Linked DNA regions of Mus musculus: regions 1, 2 and 3 are each linked to region 4. Evidence: chromatin contacts called from public HiChIP or PLAC-seq and promoter capture Hi-C data. All regions are on one chromosome and are shown on one strand. Each heading gives the region's core, a stretch centred on a gene start, on an enhancer-like site or on the middle of the called end of the contact. The rest is flanking DNA. Distances are from core to core; before and after follow the strand shown.

Region 1 (2,700 bases), core at 194-2,693, 300 kb after region 4:
ACAATCTAGCTGGTTTTATAATATCAAGTTGGTTCAATTCCTGCCATAAGTTCAGGATCTACAAAATAACAACTACAGAATGTGCTGGAAAAAGGGATTGTCATTGCTTGTGAGGAACCTTCAGTAGACAGTGAGACTCAATCCTGTTTATCTAAGTCTGGTCTGAATGATAACATATAATTGTATATAGTCCTAGCCACAAAACACAAATGCTAACTAGTTCCGTATGACTGAACAGTGTGAAAATGGGCTATTGATGCCCAGCTATGCCTAGATTTTGTTTTAACTGAGGAGCTATAGGAATACATAACAATTATAGTGATAGAGGAACATGTCATCACCCAGAACTTTGTGAATGTCTCTTTCTGCCCTAGGTCCATTTGTGATGAATACCAATGAGGAAATTTCTCAGGCCATTCTTGATTTCAGAAATGCAAAAAATGGTTTTGAGGGGGCCAGAACCTGGAAGTCAAAGATTGGAAACTAATGAAGAGCTGAGACGCTGCCACTTGGATGGACTGGCCATTCGGTATATTAAATTTCCAAGGCTAGTTTAGCTGGTGCTTCTGAAGCCACATTAAGCTGGGCTTAGTGATGCAGAGTCCTTTAATCCCAGCACTCTAGGAGTCAGAGACATTGGGTATCTCCGATTTCCAAGCCCATCTGTCTTGAAAATGGAAAAATAAAAAATAGAATTCCACATTAAAAAGATGTTTTTTTGTAATGAATCTTCAGAATGCATTATATTCATGTTTGAAATTGTCAAAGAATATGTTTAATTTAAAAAGGAAAACTACAAACAATAAAAAAATGGCAGTAACATATGTAAAATATTTCCTGATACATGCAAATAATTTTACTTGTTGCTTTTAAAAAATCAATGTTCTTCATTTGGTAGAAATTATTAAGCACCTATAAAAATTAATTGCTATTTACATGTGCTTTTTTATATGGGAGTAGATAGATGCCTTTTTATTCTCTGCCCTTTGGGGTTTCTTGAAGCATGTTTTTTGTTGCTGCTGCTTTCTGTGCTGCTGACAGCAGATATCTGAGCATCTAAAGTCCCTCTACTGAAGCCCATCTGCCATCCTGGCCATCAGAACTGTGTTCTGGGTTTCATGTTACAGGCAACGTGCTTAAAAAAAAAAACACAGCAGTCCTGCCCATGTGAGTCAGCTTTTAAAACTGCCCTGCTCTTGCTAGGAACACAGCAGGATTCCAGCCAAGACTTCCCAGCGTTTTCTGCCAAACTCTGTCAGATTTAAGACATATGCTCCTGCAAGCTCTCTTGAAGGTTGTGAAAAAGTTTGAATCCATAGTTGGGTTTTAGCCTGCTGTAACTGCAAGTGTTTGTGGTCATACCACCTCCTTATAAAGCAGCTAGAACCTTGAGCGTAGGGTGGGGTTTTTTTTTTTATCTTCAACTTTCTGGATAAGAAATGTCTGTAGAGTGATTTCTAGTTTCAAGTGGAAGATATGACCACCTCCTGATTATTTTTGCAGCGGGAAACTTTGAAATATTTTTCATTGCTTTCTCCCATACTAAGATTGTGTGTGAGGCAGTGAGGGAGTCCCTTGACTTACTCAAGTCATTTCATTGGATTTTAATTACAACTGATCATGTGATTGTTTTTTTCCATGTAAAGTTTGGGGCTTCAAACTTTGCTTCTGGAGAATGCCTTTTGCAACACTTTTCAGTAGCTGCCTGGAAACAACTGCTTAGTCATCGGTAGACATTTAAAATATTCAAAATGTATGGAGAATGGGGAATGGGGAATATCCTCATGATGTTCCATGTGTACTTGGTGCAGGGCTTCAGGAGCGAACATGGACCAGTGAAGGTAGGTGAGCTTGAATATTTCTCTTTATTGGCTTTCACAGAAAAAGTCCTTTGCCCTCGCTGGTTTTGAAGCAGTCTAAAAGCCCTGCCTATTCTTAGCCTGTGTGTATTAATGCTTTACTTTGGGGGCTTAATAAGTTTCTTACCATGAATGTTTGAAAGTGTGTGTGTGTGTGTGTGTGTGTGTGTGTGTGTGTGTGTGTGTTTGGAATGGGGACAGAACATGAGCATTCTGGAAATCTTTGACACGGAACCAGTTTGCTCCCAGTTGTGCTTGCAGATGGCACAGTGGTTTTCTGTTGAAGCTGTGATTTGCCTCTGTGACACACACAATTTTGTGGGCCCTTGGTTTGTAGGTTTTTGTGAGCAGCCAGGTTGAGTAATTTCTTCTGTAAATTGAAAATCACAGTGGTTTTTGTGTGTGTGTGTGTGTGTGTGTGTGTGTGTGTGTGTGGATGTTTTCTGTCTGGTTTTGCTTATTACCAATTACCAATTGCTACCATTCAGGAAAGACAAGTTTTCTTGGGGTTTGTTTTTGTTTTCCTGTTTCTGCTTTAGAGAAATGTGTCTAAGATAAAGTAGTCAGCAGATCTTTGGTTCTATGAGCAGGCATCAAGGACAGCCCAAGACATTGAGAACCATGCAAAAAGGATGAACAATGGGATTACTGACTGCTAGAATAACATTTTCGTTTCATATTTTGTATCTTTCAAGCCTTTTTATTTTTGAAAAGGACCCGGATGCAATTGTTTTGACTGGAGTGCTACTAAATCATGACTGATTTAGAAATCTCTGGCTATGAGCAGATAGAAATCAGATGTGGGCTTGAGTTTTATGGCTTGAATTTTCCATACGGGGGA
Region 2 (2,700 bases), core at 186-2,685, 320 kb before region 4:
ACTCAGAAATCCACCTGTCTCTGCCTCCCTAGTGCTGGGATTAAAGGCATGTGCCACCCCACCCAGCCCCACATACTATCTCTTCCCTTGCTCCTCCCCATTCCTGATCCCCACCCTCTTTTCTTCTCTCCCATCCCTCCCCACTCCTCTTCTGTCCTCTTCCTTCCCCCTCCCTGATCCTCTTGTCCAAGGGACTAAGTTTTAACATAATTTCGATTTGTAATGAAAGAAAAACTAAAAGGTCAGACTGATCACTTTTATTTAAAACATCAAGTTATTGAAGGGATGTTTTAATGTAAATTGTCCCTTAGGAACAATTGTAGAAATGAGTACAGTCCCTCTAGATGTTGACGTGGAAGGACTCTTCAATGGCGATCTGAAATTGGGTTTCCTCATCCAGCTGAAGATTCACGAAATCTCCGTAATCAAACTGATGCCTCTGATTAAGGTGACTAACAAAATTTCTGGTGAGTTGAGGCGGGTCGCCCCATGGAAGAGATAGGCAAATTGGGCAAGTGACTGAAACGACACGACCTCGGTGGCTGCTGTTGCAATGATCCAGCAAACGTTGCCTGCTCATGGTTACTTCTTCACACAGAGGACAATCGAAGGTGGGCTCATCAGGTGGGCTTGCGTTCTCTTCCTCTTCTTGTAAAACCTCAGCATTCGCTGAGGCCGGTGCCTCGTTGTTACTGTTGCCCACGGAGTTTGGAGACTGTTGGAAGCTTGAAACAGATGTAGAAACTCCAAATTCATCCTGGTACTTTTCGCAAGTTTTGTAGTGCTGCCTCATACGATAGAGTTCAACGCGCTGGGAACAGCATCGGCAATTACCAGGAAAATGTCTCATGATGGTTTCGAGGTCTACAGCCCTCACTGGACAAGCTCTTTCTCTTCTAGTCACATTTCCACGGCACAGGGGGCAGTGGAGCCGGCTCTCCTTCATTGCACTCAGGAAACATTTTCTGCAGAAAACATGCTTACAGGCCGCGACCCGAACTGGCGTTTTGAAGACTTCTTGGCATATCGGACAGTAGAAATCATCTTCAGTATAAGACGTGGTGGAGGCAGATTCTTCCTCGGCCATAGTGGCGACCGGTAGAAGCCCAAGGCGATGGCGGCTCGCGGCTGCCAAGGTGGCGGTGGCGGCTCAGAGCTCCCCTCCGGATCCTCTCCAAGCAGCGCTTTGGGTCAAGCTCTCTCCGCGGCAGATCCGCAGACAGGTGGTCCCCTGCTGCAGTCCGATTTCAGCGCCTTTCTGTCCAGCAGTTGAGTGAGCTTCAGACCACTGGATCTCCAGCGAATGACGGGTGATGCTCTGTTCTTATGAGCCTCAGAACCCGCCAGACCCGAAGCTCATGGTGATGGAGATACCTCCTATTCAGCCATCAGTTGAGAGGTAACTGCTGCCTGCCAGGCTGGTTGGTCACTGCAGAGTGGATAGCCACAGGAGAGCCGGAGGCGGGGTCAATAGGACGGCCTCCATAGCAACCAGCGCGTCGCGCCTTCAGCTGGTTGTGACGTAAGCTGCCAGGTCCGCTTACTTTACCAAGTTTTTTTTTGTTTGTTTGTTTTCTGTTTTTGTTTTTAAATCCAGCTGGGCCTAGTGGCGCAGGCTTGTAATCCTAGCCATTAAGGGGTGCTGAGGCAGTATGATCGCGAGTTCAAACCCAGACTGAGAGATTTAGGGAGCCCCTGTCTGGGAAGAGTACAAAGAGATCCGCCAGCACAGCTTGGTGATTCGATTGCAAGCGCAAGCCGCTGGATTTAATCCCTACGTCTTCATAAAGTCCTCCAGGTACCTAAGTGATCATTCTATGTGGACCACTGCTATCAGGCTACTGTGTGTAACAGTATATTGGCTCTCCTGTATATACCACGTTTCTTTACTCTTCAGCGTGCATCATTTAAAATTCCTAAAATTCACTAATTCAGCTTGTCAGTCCTCTCCTTTCATTAATGAGAACTGAGAAACCTCTCAGTCCTTAAACTAGACAGGTGAGGCCCATAGATCCAAAGCAGAAATCTACAAGCTAAATAGCTGACCTCTTACCAGACCCCTGCTTTAGGATTTTTCCCATCTGTTCTACAAAGCCAAGCAAGAAATTGTGTGATGTTAACTGTATATGAGCTTGAGAAATTATCTACTCTGAGGTCCAGGCAGATGAAATATTTTCTCTCATATCACCCAACAAATTAGTGATGTCCTAGATGTTCCGACAAGAGCAAGAGCCTGACCCTTCGCCATCACCATGCACTTCTGAGTTTCTACTCAGTGTCCCTTGTCACCCAGAGCCACTGACAGTGATAGTGCATATCTTCGAGAGACTTTATTTTTATTCACTTAAAAAATTCTCACCCAAGACTTAGCTAAAAATGTAGCTTTTACCTTCATCATTGCTGCCTGTCCTTCCCTGGGCACTCCCCTGAGGGTGCTCAGGTATGCTAAATCCAAAAGGTGAACACAAACACACACACGGGGGGGGGGGAGAAGTGTTGAAATACAAAAGGCACACCAAGAGCCTCTGATTGCTCATCTGTAAAATGGCACCGTGGGCTGCAATTGAAATTGTTCATAGACTTCTGAAAATATCAAGTGAGATGGTATCCCAAACGTGTTCTCCATGGAACTGTTTCCTAGCAAACAGTGTCTTATTAACCAGCTACCCAGTGTGCTGTACATAGATTTCACAACTTACC
Region 3 (2,700 bases), core at 139-2,638, 320 kb after region 4:
GGGTTCAAGTCCTGATCGTGTTATTCCCTGAAGTATAACTGAAGAATTGTGCAAGAACATGAAATTTATGCTGAAAAACACCCTTACTTGTTCTTGTTTTCATGACACGATGAAAGATCCAAATAAACACAACCTGAATGAATTGTTTCCACTTAGTAGATAGTTGATTGCTTTGTTTTGGCTGAGGCACTCAACAAATGATTCATATGAATGAATTTATTCAAATGTAAGTGCACAGCAGGGATTTTTGTTTGTTCCAAATAGCCATGTGTGTGCAGTTTGGCACTTTCTACCTTAAAGGTACAGATCATGTGATCAACTACCTATTAGAACCAAAGTAAATGGAACTGCATGGAATGATGATTGAGTGGCCAATGTCTCAGAGTCAAGCTCAAGTTCATCTACACTTCTTGAAACTTGTGTGTGCTCTTTGGGCATCTCTTTATCTGTCATGTAAGGGATCATGAATAAATATAATGCTTTTTAAATTATTATTTTTTAATTTTTATTTATATCTGTGTCTGCTACATGAATTCAGTGCCTGTGACAGCCAGAAGATGGCACCAGATCTCCTGGAGCTGAAGTTACCTGTGTTGTAAGCCACTTGATATGGGTGCTGGGAACTAAAACAGGGTCTTCTGCAGGAGCAGCAAGTGCTTTTAACTACTGAACCATCTCTCCAGGGCCCCAAATATAATGATTTTTACAAGTGATAAATAAATTAATCATCAAGTATGTACAAAAGAGCAGGTGTATAGGAACATAGAAATAAGCATACTAGCTATAATTATCTGTCTGGATATGGTCCCAATTTAGCTACACAATACTTTTATAGCAAATGCCCTAAAACTCAGGGGCTTTAATTTATTCTCTCTTGTGTATCTGAGGTTCAAAATTCTCCAAGGTGCTATGTGAGTCCAACCTGCTTTGTATGTCCTCCCTTGGACTAGCGTAGCTTACAGGCTATATCCATTTCATGGCTATACCATAAGCAAGACATAATAAATCTCACAAGGCATGCACAGTCCCAATTTGTACTATGTGGTGTCAGCTATCATCTTATTGGCCAAAACAAGTTTTATGGCCAAGCTCAATGCCAGGAGGTAGGAAATTGTCTGTCATCAATAGAAATGGTTTGGGAAGGGATGAGTAAGTAGTTTAAATAACAATCAAATCCACCCACGTCCCAAAGAACCACCAAAGATTTTATTTTGTTTATACTTACAATTTATATTCAATTTTAAAAACAAGAGCAGAGAGCAGGGATTTTTAAAGAACTTGAATGATAGTGAAAAGAACAGATTAGGAAAACACTTAGGAGAGCAAGCTGGATAAGGCCCCCTGTCTCCTGACTCCCGGCATTCCAAACCGCTTACTTACAATGACTAACTCTATTGCTCATGAATAACTTTGCTGAAGTCATTACCATAAAGGATAAGGGCAAAAATGCAGATGGTGGAAACTGAGAAAAGTATACAATAAAATTTACATCATGGTTCTCTTTCTTTGCTGCAGCTCTTTGAGATATCAGTGCCTCTGACATCAGTGCCCGAGTTAGTGCCTGTTAAAATTGCCAACCATACGGGTTGTAAGTGCTTGCCCACGGGCCCCCGCCATCCTTACTCAATTATCAGAAGATCCATTCAGACCCCAGAAGAAGATGAGTAAGCATTTCCTGGACTTGATAATGTCTGTTCTTGCTTTTGACAAAACTGCATGTACATTCCTTTACCCATTATACAGGCATCCTCAGAAAGACATGTGTTGCACATTTTCTGTTTTATGGAGCATTAAAAAACAAAAAGACATGAAAGTAGAAGGGGGGTTTTTAGGGAAAGGAAGCAGATGAAGAGGAGGAGGCAGAGAGGAAAAGAGAGGAGAAAAGTGCAGGTGAAGTATATTTTATGCATGCATGAATATGGTATGGTGAAAACCATTATTTTTTTACAATATACACTAATCAAAATGTTGAAGACACAAATAGAAAAAATATAAGTTGCAATTGCATTGTAATTGCAAAAATTACATTCTCTTCATTAAATTTTTTCATCTTCTGACTTTAAAACCAGATCTATTCATAGTATTTGACAAACACATTATTTTTTTACTAGGTGCTATATCTATATTACAGTAGGACCCAAAACCTTGAGGATCATGAACACAGCATGTTTGGATTCAGACACCTTCAGGGTTTTACTGTGGGTTTTTTTTTGTATGTTTGTTTTTTATTTTGATATTTTTGAGACAGGATCTCACTTTGTATCCCTGGCTGAACTGAAACTCACTCTGTAGACCAGGCTGCCCTTGAACTCTGCCTGTGCTTCCTGAGTGCTGGGATTTAAGATGTGCTGCCACATTGGCCCAACACCTTTGTTCTTAGAATGAGTGGCCGAATGCATTGTAAAACTGCTCCAGCCTCATAGCTACCATGTCTCCCCTCACTCCTGTGCAAACAGTGACTCTCATAAATCCAAGTTTAGTCTCTAAAGTTTCCCTAATAGAATATTTATAACTATAGAATTATTATGTCATAAGATGTCATTTCTAAATATAAAGTAAGCTCCATATTTTCTTTTGTTTGTTTGTGTCTATGTATGCATGTGTGTGGGTCTGCACATCTGTGCATGTGCCATTGGAGTCCAGGAGAAAGTGCTGGATCGTTTAGAGGAGGGATTCTAGGTGGTTGTGAGCCGATCCACA
Region 4 (2,700 bases), core at 65-2,564:
AAAATCTAACCTCTGGACAGGTTGAGATCCACAGAAATAAACAGAAGTATAGAGACCTGCCTTATCAAAAAAAGACGACCTCAAACAGGCCACACTAGACTCTGAGATAGTTGACACTGGTTGCAACTCTCTCTCCGTTTCTGCATAACTTCAGCATGCTTAAAGTTTCAAAAAGAAAAGCTTTGTTGTGCATACTAGTCATGCTCACAGTTCTTCGGGCACACACATGCCAACCAAACTTTTGGATAGCAAAGGGGAGATTGGCAGACTTACAGTCCAGAAAGCAGGAGAAAAAGCAACCGTGGTTTTCAGAAGAGATTATTCAAACTAAGGTGTACACATTCAAATTATTTCTCAAGCTTTTTCAGGAAAAGACAAACGAGGTGGAGTTATACTTACAAGTTTCCAGCAGCTTCAGTCCAGTAGCCAGCCCTTAATGCCTGCTGTCATCCGGATCCCAGGCACTATTTTGAAGTTCCTGGTCTCTCGATCTGGAGTAGGGCACAAAAGAAAAAAAAAAAAAAGATGTTAAGAACTTGAGAAGTGGAGACGGGTCAGACTTGTGTTCCCGACACTACTGTGCTACCAATGCCCACCCTGGAGGGTGGCGTTATCCGTCCCCCCCCCCCCCAATCCGGATGAGTTCCAGCGTCTTCAGCCTCGGTGTCTAGAAATGCAGTCGCCCCATCTCCAAACCGGATCCAATCCCCAGGGGTTAGTTAGTGACCCTGTACTGACGAGAGCGCCCTGGGAAGCCGGTTCCTGGGGGAAGCTCGAGTAGCCCCTCCGTTATACTCTCGGACCTACATCTTTCGGGTCTCCCCGGACCAAGGTACCTCAAGACAGTGCGTGTAAAGGCCAAAGGGGTAGTCCTTGTCCCCACAGACAGGCCCTGCGACCCCGCGGCCGCGGTCACACACAGTCGCCCATCCTTACCGAATTCAACCTCCGCGCGGGCTCCCGGCACGAGGCTGCCAGCCTATGAGGAGCTTGCTTACGCCCCCTTACCTCACGCCGCAGCCTCGCGAGACCTTGACTCCTGACCCGCCCTCTGTCTTGGGCCCAGAAACCGGAAGTCCCGCCCTCCGGTAGCTCCGGTTCCGGCTCAATCCGGCTCTGGCTCGCTCCGGCTCCGGCTCCGGCTTTCGACCGCAGCTCTACAGGGAGACCGCTGAGGAGACCCTGAGAACAGCCACAAGTGACTTGCCCAGGCCTTTGATCTCGAACAGCGGCATGCGATCACCCTTGCGCCTAAGACCACAGGCCGATTTTCGCGCTCCGCCCATGTCACCAGCCCGCCTCCATCCGTCGCTTAGACCACGCCTTTTCCTCCGGGCTGTACCACTAGCTCCTTCTTATGGGTGATGCCGTTACCATGGTGCCGAAGCCTGGCTGGGTCACGTCACGTCACGTCCCCTCTTTCGTTAGACTTTCTTATTGGCCTATCAGAGCTTGGCTTGAGAGCAAGCTATGAGCCCGCCTCTCAAAGAGACCTCTTTTCCCCTGCAAGCATATTTTACTGCTTTAAGTCTAAGACACCTCAGAGGTTCCCTAATCACCTACCGTGGCCTTCACCTTGGCCGCCCCTCTCTCGCCAGATCGAGTGTCTCTCTTGAAAAAGGATACCCCAAAGTCCCTCTTGAAAACAGTCCAAATTCTAGATGCTAAATAAATAAATAAATAAAAAGTAAAGTAATGACACTTTTATTTTTTCGTGTTTCTGCCAGTGGTAATTTATGAGCAGAAACCGATGGGAAACAAAACTGCTTGCCCAGTGGTGGGGTTCAGTGGTGGAACTGAAACCTCGCAATTCCTTTTCGTGCCTTTTTTTTTTTTTTTTTTTTTTTTTTGGTTTTTCGAGACAGGGTCTCTCTGTGTAGCCCTGGCTATCCTGGAACTCACTTTGTAGACCAGGCTGGGCCTCGAACTCAGAAATCTGCCTGCCTCTGCCTCCCAAGTGCTGGGATTAAAGGTGTGCGCCACCATGCCCGGCTTTTTCGTGCCCTTTTAATGAGACCTGGGGAGCCAACCCAGTGTTTCTTCCAGCCTCTCACTCAGCAGGCTTTAAATTTTAGACAGGTACGTGGAGGAAGCACACTGCCCTTCTAGTTCTTATGACTTTTTCTAGGCACCAGCTCTCCCTCATACTATGAAGCTCTCTAGACTGCACCACACTTTCATCTCTGCTTTGAAGCCCTCCACCCCTACCCCATACTCCGACATTACTCTTATAATTTGGCTCCCACAGAGACAATGCTAACCCAAAAAACTCTGAATGGGCACACAGGGAGGAAAAAAACCGTTCCATTCGCTCTTTGTTCCTACATTCAAAATCTGTGACTATATTCTGAAAGTACAAGAAGCCTGAAAGAATCTTGAAGTTCTTTGCTTCAAGGACAAGATAAATAAATAAAAAAAGATGTGATAAGAGACTGGATAGGTGGAACCAGTGCTTGGTAAGAGCTGGTGTGTTGATCCAATCGGCAGGAGTAGCTGGGAGCATGAAACCACTGGCCATTTCCATAGTAGTTACTACAGCCCTCACACAATCAAATTCTCAACAAATATTCACTGACAATATCGCCTTTTCATTTGTGTGGAGGGTTACAAGTTTCCCCTCCATCACACAAAGATTAGTTCCATGTGTCAGCAGTCACGATTTTGTGATCACTTTAAAATATGAGTTTCCCTCTCCTCCAC

What was found. HiChIP or PLAC-seq counts read pairs in DNA pulled down with a chosen protein or histone mark. Capture Hi-C pulls out chosen DNA fragments and counts their contacts.
Region 1: a contact with region 4 is called in a promoter capture Hi-C map of adipose tissue. The contact joins the promoter of Vegfd here to the promoter of Siah1b in region 4. A contact is called at or near these places in 11 of 39 promoter capture datasets (the 3T3-L1 cell line, 3T3-L1-derived adipocytes, the C10 cell line and 6 more), 4 of 484 Hi-C or Micro-C datasets (beige adipocytes, embryonic stem cells, nephron progenitors and 1 more), 7 of 115 datasets of contacts at active chromatin or transcription factors (cardiomyocytes, embryonic stem cells, extraembryonic endoderm stem cells and 2 more) and 2 of 9 other capture datasets (adipose tissue and liver).
Region 2: an H3K27ac HiChIP or PLAC-seq map of embryonic stem cells shows a contact between it and region 4, with 3 times the contacts expected there. The contact joins the promoter of Rnf138rt1 here to the promoter of Siah1b in region 4. A contact is called at or near these places in 1 of 39 promoter capture datasets (stem cell-derived epiblast-like cells), 2 of 484 Hi-C or Micro-C datasets (both in embryonic stem cells), 1 of 115 datasets of contacts at active chromatin or transcription factors (embryonic stem cells) and 1 of 9 other capture datasets (liver).
Region 3: a contact with region 4 is called in an H3K27ac HiChIP or PLAC-seq map of the NIH/3T3 cell line, with 3 times the contacts expected there. The contact joins the enhancer-like site here to the promoter of Siah1b in region 4. A contact is called at or near these places in 9 of 39 promoter capture datasets (the 3T3-L1 cell line, the C10 cell line, cranial neural crest and 5 more), 22 of 484 Hi-C or Micro-C datasets (the C2C12 cell line, the G1E-ER4 cell line, the HL-1 cell line and 14 more), 21 of 115 datasets of contacts at active chromatin or transcription factors (the NIH/3T3 cell line, T-cell acute lymphoblastic leukemia, cardiomyocytes and 9 more) and 3 of 9 other capture datasets (adipose tissue, liver and macrophages).

The regions. Positions count from the first base shown.
Region 1 is chrX:164,372,079-164,374,778 of GRCm38.p6, forward strand. Vegfd (vascular endothelial growth factor D) reads left to right here and starts at 1,444. Exons shown (of 7, transcript NM_010216.2): 1 at 1,444-1,841. The coding sequence starts at 1,752. Pir (pirin) reads left to right here. Exons shown (of 10, transcript NM_027153.3): 10 at 375-935. The coding sequence ends at 487.
Region 2 is chrX:163,759,897-163,762,596 of GRCm38.p6, forward strand. Rnf138rt1 (ring finger protein 138, retrogene 1) reads right to left here and starts at 1,436. Exons shown (of 1, transcript NM_028842.3): 1 at 243-1,436. The coding sequence starts at 1,087. The coding sequence ends at 341.
Region 3 is chrX:164,392,918-164,395,617 of GRCm38.p6, forward strand. Vegfd (vascular endothelial growth factor D) reads left to right here. Exons shown (of 7, transcript NM_010216.2): 4 at 1,516-1,664. Among named protein-coding and RNA genes, the nearest start is that of Vegfd, 21 kb to the left of the region's middle. Within about 2 kb of position 1,389, at least 19 of the 459 cell types and tissues checked have an H3K27ac peak or open chromatin away from gene starts, as enhancers often do. A contact at or near this core is called in the C2C12 cell line, the HL-1 cell line, the NIH/3T3 cell line and 2 more, where this site is marked.
Region 4 is chrX:164,075,179-164,077,878 of GRCm38.p6, forward strand. Siah1b (siah E3 ubiquitin protein ligase 1B) reads right to left here and starts at 1,315. Exons shown (of 4, transcript NM_001308385.1): 1 at 1,009-1,315; 2 at 400-491.